Regions from separate parts of the Triticum aestivum genome. Here region 1 is linked to region 2. The links are chromatin contacts, called in public HiCAR-type maps. All regions are on one chromosome and are shown on one strand. Each heading gives the region's core, a stretch centred on a gene start, on an enhancer-like site or on the middle of the called end of the contact. The rest is flanking DNA. Distances are from core to core; before and after follow the strand shown. Region 1 holds the start of LOC123102057 (receptor-like protein EIX1). Region 2 holds the start of LOC123102055 (glutathione S-transferase 4).

Region 1 (4,896 bases), core at 750-3,249, 150 kb after region 2:
AAACTACAAAAAAAATATTAACCATGAGACATGGTTTTGCATTGGTTATCCGTTCCTGTAGTTGAATGATTTAGTTACATCCGAATTGCTTTCAGAATTTGCTTTATGAAAATTTTGATTGAAATTGAATTTATTCATATCTCGCGCCAATTTTCTTTGCTTGATTATTAGGATGGACATATGGTTCATCAAAATAGGCTATTGTCTCACTAAAATAAATAGGCTACTGTGTTGTGTCTGTCCATGATCTTATTATAAGTTTACGCACTGAAGGCGAACTCTCAACCCCTGTATGTCAAAATCCTGGCTCCGTCCCTGCCCCTCCTCCACCAGACGCGTCGCCCGCTCCCGTTTTCAGATGCGGCGCCGAGGCACTTGGCCGCCCCTCTCCTACCGACGGCCGACACCCACATCCACGCGGACGGCCGCCACTCTCCCTCACCGACCCGCGGGCAAAGTATCTCCGGTTTTCGTCCGACCTGAACACCGAGTCACTGACAGAGCCGAGGTCGGGGCTGCGGAGCAGATTTGTTTGGGAAAGTGGAAGGATTGACGATGCGAATAGACAGAGAATCTGGTGAAGTACTAACCACTAACCAGCCGTCTGGAATGTGGAGAGTGCACCATGCATATCCAATATTGTATAATTGAGTGACTTTGACAGTAGCGTGTGATTGCATTGCAGGCAGGCAACTAGTCCAGTGGCCGGTGGTGACTCCCACTCTCCCAGTCTGGCCACAAAATTGTATGACGCAGACTTGATTGAATTGAATGGGCCTGCTTTGCAATAGCATACCGCATAAAGGTATGAAGCATTTGTAGGAATATTGCTTCAGTTTTAATTCGGCAACACTTTGCAGGGTATAGGTAGTATGAGTATAACCAAACTGCAGCTTATTTCCATAATTAGAAAATACTCTTATGAAGCTTCTGTTCCAGAAGATAAATCACCTATTTCTTTTGTTTTTTTTACTTTGGTGCCTACTTTCATTTTTGTAAACTCAACCTGGCTCATCCTGCCACGGTCTTTAGCTATTTACAAATTTTGCTGTCATATGTTGTTTGAAACTGAAATCTCCAGAGTTTCAGCACATTGTCAAAAAGGAATTTAGTTGAATACTAACCAGCCAGCTGGAATGTTTACGCCTGCTCTGGTACAGAGTGCACCGTGCATATACAGCAGAACCAAGTGGCTTCGACTGTACCGTGTGGTTGCAGGCAGGCAGGCAACTAGTCTAGTGGCTGCCTAACTCCCATCACAGTCTGGCCACAAATTTGTATGAATCAGACTTGTTTGAGTGGGTCTCCTTGAACCCCTGATGGACTGGGACTTTGACGGTAGACTCCGCGGGGCTAGTAGTATGGCCAAACATCTCTGGTAGTATGGCTCAGGTACATAGCTAAATACTACTAGTAACATACAGATCTAGTGTGTATGAGTAGAAAATGGACTCGGCCGTACTTATATCACAAACAAACATGACTGTAGGCAAATATATATTACTTCCAATCATGTCTAGACTTCACTAATCATTGCTTTAACATAATTTGTTTTGATATGGCAGTCCACATGCTCGTATGCATAGGGTATTCACCGGTAGATGGAACATGGGTGTAATCCTTTATACTACCTCTGTACCAAAATATAAGATGTTTTTGCAGTTCAATTTGAACTACAAAAACGTCTTATATTTTGATACGGAGGGAGTAGATTTTTATGCTCACATCTCATACAACTATAATTTTTTTTACTAAGGATCGGTGATGAGAAAGGGGGGTTATGCCTGAAAGTTCATACAAGGGGCATAGTAAACCCCCTGTTCCTCCTTTCTCTCTGTAGATTTATTGTCAGCCTGGTTCTTCTGATGTGTGTCGCTAGCAGGGCTTTTCTTCCAGGAATCTTTGAGCATAATTGAGTGACTTTGACAGTCAACTAGTCTTGTGGCTGGTAACTCCCATCAAAGTGTGGCCACAGAATTGTATGAGCAGACTTCATTGAATGGGTCTTCTTGAAACCCTGAAAGACTGGGACTGGGACTTTGACCATAGACTACATGGGGTTGGCTTAAAGATCTCTGGTAGTATAACTCTAGTGCATATGCTTCCCCAGATATCTAGTTCTTGTTCATCCAAGATGTATCGCACAACCAATCTCTTGGTCACCCTCATCATCCTAAGCATCACTTCATTTTCACAAGTGGTGCATGCACTAGCACTACAACCCCAGTATGCCCATGGCGGTGGCTGCATCCCTGCCGAGAGGGCCGCCTTGCTTGCCTTCCAGAAGGGGATCACAAGTGACGGCGCTGATATCCTCGCCTCGTGGGAAGGGTATGATTGCTGTCGGTGGAGGGGCATCAGCTGCAGCAACCGAACAGGCCATGTCATCAAGCTTCACCTTCGCAATACGTTTCCGGGCCCTGACGCCTATAACTACAATGGGTGTGATGATGCCAATTCATTGTTCGGCAAGATAAGTCCCTCTCTGCTTTCCTTGAAGAATCTAGAGCACATGGATCTTAGCATGAACTGTTTGCTAGGGCCAAATAGCCATATTCCTCAGTTTTTGGGATCCATGGATAACTTGAGATACCTTAACCTCTCTGGCATTCCATTTACCGGTGGAGTTCCTTCTCAGCTTGGTAACTTGTCTAAGTTGCAACATCTTGACCTTGGCGAGGGTTATTCCGGGATGTACTCAGCGGACATCACTTGGTTAGCAAAGCTACCCTCGCTGCGGTATCTTAGTATGAGCACAATAAATCTCTCAAGGATAGCTGACTGGCCTCGTCCCTTGAATATGATTCCATCACTGAGAGTTATCAATCTTGCTGGATGCTCACTTGATACTGCAAGTCAATCGCTTCCCTACCTTAACCTCACAAAACTTGAGAAGCTTGATTTGTCCTCGAATAATCTAGGCCACTCAATTGCATCAAGTTGGTTTTGGAAAGTGACGAGCCTCAAATATCTCAGCCTTCGTGCGACTCAGTTATTTGGAAATTTTCCGGATGCACTAGGAAACATGACATCACTCAAGGTACTTGATTTGGCATTCAACAATTTGAATAAGACTGAAAACCTTCAAAGTCTTCTTAAAAACCTTTGCTGCTTGGAAATCCTCGACCTCTCTAAAAATGTTATGAATGGAAATATAGTGGCGGTGATGGAGGGGTTGCCGGAATGCGCACAGGAAAAGTTGCTAGAGCTGCATTTCAGTGAAAACAATTTCATCAGGACCTTGCCAAATTTTATAGGGGAATTCAGCAGCTTGAGCATGCTTGACCTGTCCAGAAACAACCTTGCTGGACCTATACCGCCAGGGCTTTGGAATTTGACCCGTCTAGCCATCCTTGATCTCAGCTGGAATCAACTCAACGGGAACGTACCAACTGAAATTTCTTCTCTGAAGAATCTGGTTTCTCTAAGACTAAGCAACAACAGACTTGGTGGTGCAATCACAGAAGGACACTTTGCAAATTTAAAAAGTTTAAAGAAAATAGACTTGTCTTCCAATAATTTGAAGATTGCACTGGATTCAGATTGGCTTTCTCCCTTTAGGCTACAGTCTGGAGATTTTGCATCTTGCCAAATAGGGCCTTTATTTCCAGCTTGGCTTCAGCAGCTGCGGGGAATCGATTCACTTAACATTTCAAACACTGGTTTAGTGGACAAATTTCCTGATTGGTTCTGGTATACATTTTCACGGGCAACTGATCTCGACATCTCTAACAACCAAATAAGTGGCACCTTGCCAGCACATCTGGATGGCATGGCTTTGGAAAAACTCCACCTAGGTTCAAACCGGCTCACCGGGTCAATGCCTTCGTTGCCTGCAAATATTACTTGGTTAGACATCTCCAATAATAACTTTTCAGGAGTAATACCATCCAATTTTGAAGCCTCCCGACTTCAAATCTTGATTGTCTATTCAAATCGAATTGGTGGGTACATTCCCGAATCTATTTGCAAACTGCAACAGTTAGTGTATCTGGATTTGTCAAACAATTTTTTGGAGGGTGAAATTCCTCAATGTTTTGACATCAAAAAACTACAGTTTCTTCTGCTCAGTAACAACAGTTTATCAGGAAAATTCCCAACATTTTTGCAGAACAACACTGCTATGGTGTTTTTGGACCTTGCATGGAATAAGTTGTCTGGAAGATTGCCTACATGGATAGGAGATCTGGGGAAATTAAGATTTGTACTACTGTGCCACAATGCATTTTGTGATAATATTCCGGTCGAAGTAACAAGGCTCAGGAATCTTCAATACTTGGATCTATCAGCCAATAATTTCTCTGGTGCAATACCTTGGCATCTATCAAACCTGACATTTATGAGAAGGATACAAAAGGAATTCATGGGTATATATGACACATATAATGCATCCGCGCGCATTGGCGAGATGGGAGCTGGTCACCTGGGAGAAATATTGCCAGTAGTAACAAAAGGACATCAACTTTTATATGGTGGAGCAATTGTTTATGTTGTGAGCATCGATCTATCAGACAACTCCTTGACCGGTGAAATCCCTACACACATCACTTCCCTTGCCGAGCTCATGAATTTGAACCTGTCATCGAACAAATTGAGCGGACAAATCCCAAACATGATCGGGGCCATGCGGTCACTGGAATCGCTCGACCTCTCTGAGAACAAGCTCTCTGGTGAAATCCCATGGAGCTTGTCAAGCCTGACGTATTTGTCCGCCCTTAACCTGTCCTACAACAATTTGTCCGGAAGGATACCTTCTGGCCCGCAACTTGACACCCTCATCTCGGACAACATATACATCGGCAACAGCGGGCTTTGTGGGCCTCCTCTCAGCAGAAGTTGTTCAGGAAATAATTCTTCCATCATTCATGGTGACGTCGGAAGCAGCAAGCAAGAGCT
Region 2 (4,698 bases), core at 1,398-3,897:
ATAGATTTTGTTCCAGTCTCCCAAAAAATCACAATATGTGTTGTTTTCTCATGAAAATTTGCACGCGTGTTGGAGACATGAACATATTTAGTATATATAATATTATTTTTAGCCCATACCAAAAAAGTTGGATATATTTTCTCATTTTACTATTCACCTGGTGAAGCCAAAATGATGTCGTGTCAATTAACTTATCAACTTAAATTACAGTTATTTCCAAAAAATAAAGCGGCAGTTACATCATAAACTAACAATGGCAATTTTTTGGGGGAAATCAAAAATCAAATTAGGGGGGCATGCAGCCACAACTCTTGTCCATTGGAACTAACTCTTGCGCAACCGGTTTGATTCATGATTGCCTTTATTCAAATATAACCCTGCCAAAATCATGATTCACCTCTCAGTAGTCTTCAAATTACGGAGCATGCGCCGTGGAATGGCATTGCCACTATTCATTGTCTCCAGTCCTCTTCCACACTAACCATTTGGCTGTACTCATGTGTCAGTGAAGGCGACAAGTATCCTACGGACCGATGTTTGTCCTCCCATTTGATTCCTTTATTATGGAGAACACTTATTGTTGGCTAGGTGCAATACGCGCAAGCTCTTAAAAAGTAACTTTTCTTTTTTTTTTTTGGGGGGGGGGGGGGGGTCATCTTCCAAAAGGGAGACATTGTCTTCTAGAAGCACCATCCTCTAAGACCGATGTATGAACAAGGGCCAGATGATTACTACTATGTCAAGAATACCTACATTTAGGTAGAGCTGATGAAGTAGGCGAATGTTCCTATTCTCACATAATTGAAAATTCATGGCTGCTTCACCACCTTCTGTGCGGATGTAGGTTCGTGAGTTTTCTCGAAGTACTCACTTACAATGAGTTTGGTAGATAGTATGTTTCTACTTTTTCTATATGTCAAGTGGGTATGATTCCCATGTTACTTTTTGATCGAAAAGAGGAACCACACAGAATATCTTTAGTTGACTAGAACAACGCCCATGCGTCGCAACGGGATATAAATATTGTATTACGTTAGCTTGTGTTTACCTGCCCATATTATGCCATTGTGTAAATAAATGCTCATTAAATTATGTCCATGATTTACATTATATTTTGATCAGAAGTGATTTACCTGTCCATGATATGCGATTGTGTAAATAAATGTTAATCAAATTCTACCCATGATTTACCTTATGTTTTGATAAGAAGTTTGGCAAGTAAATTAAAGTAGAATTGATCCAGAAGGTTAAATTAAGGTGATTGCTTATTATACGGGGAAGTTTGGACGAAGGAGTGATGGGAAGAAAGGTGAAACGGAACCTTACATTCTTTTTAAGTAATAGTAGAGACTTTGCAACAACATTGGTGTGAAAACCATGGTACTGCTGACAGAAATAGAGGGCATAGACCTTGAACTTACTTTTTTTGAGAATCAATTCTAATTGGTATTAGGAAACAATTCACCGAAACAAGTTATTTCATACCCACACCCACACTTTGCTTACTTTATTGCTCGTGGGTTGGGTAGAGATGATTAGAGCATCACAAGCACACAAAGCATATGCCTTATCATGGTATGTTCCCGCTCCCGAATCCAAAGTCCGGAGGCATGCCAGCTATCACCTTCTTGACCGACGGCCTTGCCAGCAGCGCCTCCCACCATGCCTTTACGTGCGGATACACATCGAGCACAACCGCATGCTCCGTCGCCATGAAATAGCGCATGAAGGAGAAATGGGTGAGGTCGGCGAAGCTGACGAAATCACCGGCCAAGTACTTGTTGCTTGACAGCCTCGCCTCATACACCTCCAGCAGCTTCTTGAGCTTCTCGACGCTCTCATCGACGAGGCCTTGGTCGACGTCCCTCCCGACGAACGGGTTGATGATGCAGTTAAACACGATGGGCTTGAGTACGGGCTCAAGCTGGTGGGCATCCACGTCGACCCATACGTCCACCATCGCCGACTCCTTGAGGCTGCCCGCTCCTAGAAACTCGGGCTTGCATTTGCGCAGAATATGCCTTGCGATGGCACGGGATTCTGATGAAAAAAAATCACGTAGAGAAATTAGTAACACTCATTTGTTTTTTGTCACGCCCACCAAATTTCTTAATAATTCATAGAAAAACATAGCTACTGAATCAAAACAAAATAGTGTTAAAAAATCAAATAAAATAAAAAAAAACCATGAAGGCTTACGGTAGAGCGTCAGATCGCCGTCCTCCAGCACCGGGATCTCGCCGAAGGGCTGCAGAATTGTTGGACGGGAACAGTGTTAGTAGTAGTAGGTGACCTTGGCCACGCAAACGCAGTTGATCATCTCTCTGTTTCTTGCTTCCTATACAGAACTAAAGTAGCAAAGCTGAACCAGATAGGGAGAAGCTAGCAGATCAGACGTACGTTTCTGGCGAGGTGCTCCGGCAGCCGGTGGTCGCCGCCGTTCCTGCTCATGGGCACGAAATCGTACTCGGCGCCGGCCTCCTCCAGGCACACGAGGACCCGCGCCATCCACGGCGACACCGCCCAGCCGTACACCTTCATAGGCGCCATCTCTTCTTCTTCTTCTTCTTCTTCTTCTTCCTCTGTGTTTGCAGTGCACTACTATGGGTCCATTTATGTACTTCATCATCGAGCACTAGTAGTACTGTTGTTTATTTAGCACGCCGGCAGTCCAAATCCAAAACAATATTCTAGGTAGGAGTATTGGGGTTCTCTGTATGCAGTCAAACTTCTGTTTTTTAGGCGACGCCGATCGTCACTGCTTGCGTGCGCAATGCAGTCCATTGGTTGGTAGGTGAGCAAAATTGGTCCATCGTGCCAAGTAAATCTATTCGAGGAAGCCAGCCACGTGAACAAGCCGAAGCACTTGTTTTTTTTTTTGAAATTAATAATAGGAAACTGCCATTTTTATTTGGGCCGGGATCAGGAGTAGGATTTTTGGGTCGGGCTTATGCCCATCCATGGAAAAATTGAGTAACTCATAGCCTTTTTTACAATAATGTAACTGACGTTTCTAGAAGAAAAAAAAACAAGATGTAACTGGCAGTTAATATCCTAATAACTAGCCTAAATAAATGAAACAAGCATTAGCATTTGATAAAAATATCCTAGATATAGCTGTAACCTGTAAATAGTTGTGCTCATCCTCAGAGTGCCTCTGCCTATAAATAGACATCCTGTAGGCTTTCTTCATATAGTAATAGTATTGTGCGGCGTTAACAAAATTACCCGAGCTTAGCATCTCTCTCCATCCACATACAACCAGCAAGATCCATGAGGCCACCGGCGGCTCTTGTGGTCGTAGCCGCCGTCCTTCTCGTGTTGTGCGGTGTCGACGCGACCGTGGAAACAACCTGCAAGGCGGCGGCCGACGAGGATGCGCATGTCAACTACAACTTCTGCGTGTCGGAATTGAGAAAGCACTACCAGAGCTCCGACACAGACACATGGGGCCTGGCCAAGATAGCCGCTAACATGGGCGTCAACAACGCCTATGGTGCCATCCATGACATCGAGCACCTACTAGCGAAGCCGAGCATGGATGCCAAGACGAAGGTCGCCCTTGGGCAATGCCAGGGGCTGTACGACAACATGAAGTTTGCGTTTGCTGGAGCCTACGACGAGATCAACGACCGGAATTACGCCGCGGGGAAAGAGAAGGCCGCAAAGGCCGTCTCCCTGGCGCACCAGTGCGATGATGCCTTTGTGAAGGCCGCCGTCCCGTCGCCTCTCAAGCAACATGGCCTCTACTCCGTGCAGACAGCGATAGTTTGCATGGCCATCACTAACCTTATCAAGTGATGAATAGCATCATGGATCCAAATCGTGGGAGAGTTTAGAGGTCGGATCAAACTTGTAGCGATTACTACTCCGAACCTTTGTAAGGTACATGCAAGGAATAAAACATGTTTTCATTAGTTGTGGGTTTATTTACATGCCTAATAGAGTTCTCAATGCATCTTGATTTGCTTTCTGCTCTTTAAAAAAACACGCATTAAACATCGCATACCCTTTCAATGTGCTATATTTATTTTTCTTGTAACGTAACCAAAGAATTGTCTTTATATCCTTTCAATGTGCTATATTTATTTTGCTTGTAACGTAGGCAAAGAATTGTCTTATACCCTTTCAATGTACTACACTTATGTCACTTAAATAAGAAGAGTTGCAATGTACTACACTTATGCCACTTAAATAAGAAGAGTTGAGGAAAGAAGAAGTAAACCCAATAAAGACTGATACAAAAAAATCGCTCTCTCAACATAATGGCACTTAAGTGTTTCCGGCTGCCGGGGACCCAATTTCTGGCGTTGTTCTTGATCTTAAATGTACCATATAATTGCACACACATAAACATTACCAAAATGTCTATTTTTGTAGTGTCGTCCTTCTTGATCTTAAATGTACTACATAATTCTGCATATGAACAGAACCAACATATATTTATATGGTGCTAGTCATCACAATGTTTCATTTTTCATGATAAAACAGAAAATTTTCTTCCTCGTCGAAGGTTTAATTCCAGATTATTCTTGAGTTTTTCTAGATTAGGTTATTCTTGAGATTGAGCATTGACATTTTGGCATGAGAGTAAACTTAGTTCTACTTTTGGGTGGGCTCTCATGCCCTCAAGAACGCTGGGCCAAGAACGATCACCGTCCACGGACGCACCCCAGCCTTTTATTGCATTTGCTTATC

The links. HiCAR-type assays count read pairs that join an accessible place to other places.
Region 1: a contact with region 2 is called in a HiCAR-type map of leaf, with 7 times the contacts expected there. The contact joins the promoter of LOC123102057 here to the promoter of LOC123102055 in region 2. A contact is called at or near these places in 1 of 5 Hi-C or Micro-C datasets (leaf) and 1 of 1 datasets of contacts at active chromatin or transcription factors (leaf).

Annotation. Positions count from the first base shown.
Region 1 is chr5A:21,038,082-21,042,977 of IWGSC CS RefSeq v2.1, forward strand. LOC123102057 (receptor-like protein EIX1) reads left to right here and starts at 2,000. Exons shown (of 1, transcript XM_044523333.1): 1 at 2,000-4,896. The coding sequence starts at 2,000.
Region 2 is chr5A:20,884,736-20,889,433 of IWGSC CS RefSeq v2.1, forward strand. It overlaps LOC123102055 (glutathione S-transferase 4), which reads right to left and starts at 2,648. Exons shown (of 3, transcript XM_044523331.1): 1 at 2,401-2,648; 2 at 2,200-2,248; 3 at 1,301-2,040. The coding sequence starts at 2,550. The coding sequence ends at 1,571. It overlaps LOC123106390 (pectinesterase inhibitor 8-like), which reads left to right and starts at 3,220. Exons shown (of 1, transcript XM_044528575.1): 1 at 3,220-3,917. The coding sequence starts at 3,274. The coding sequence ends at 3,801.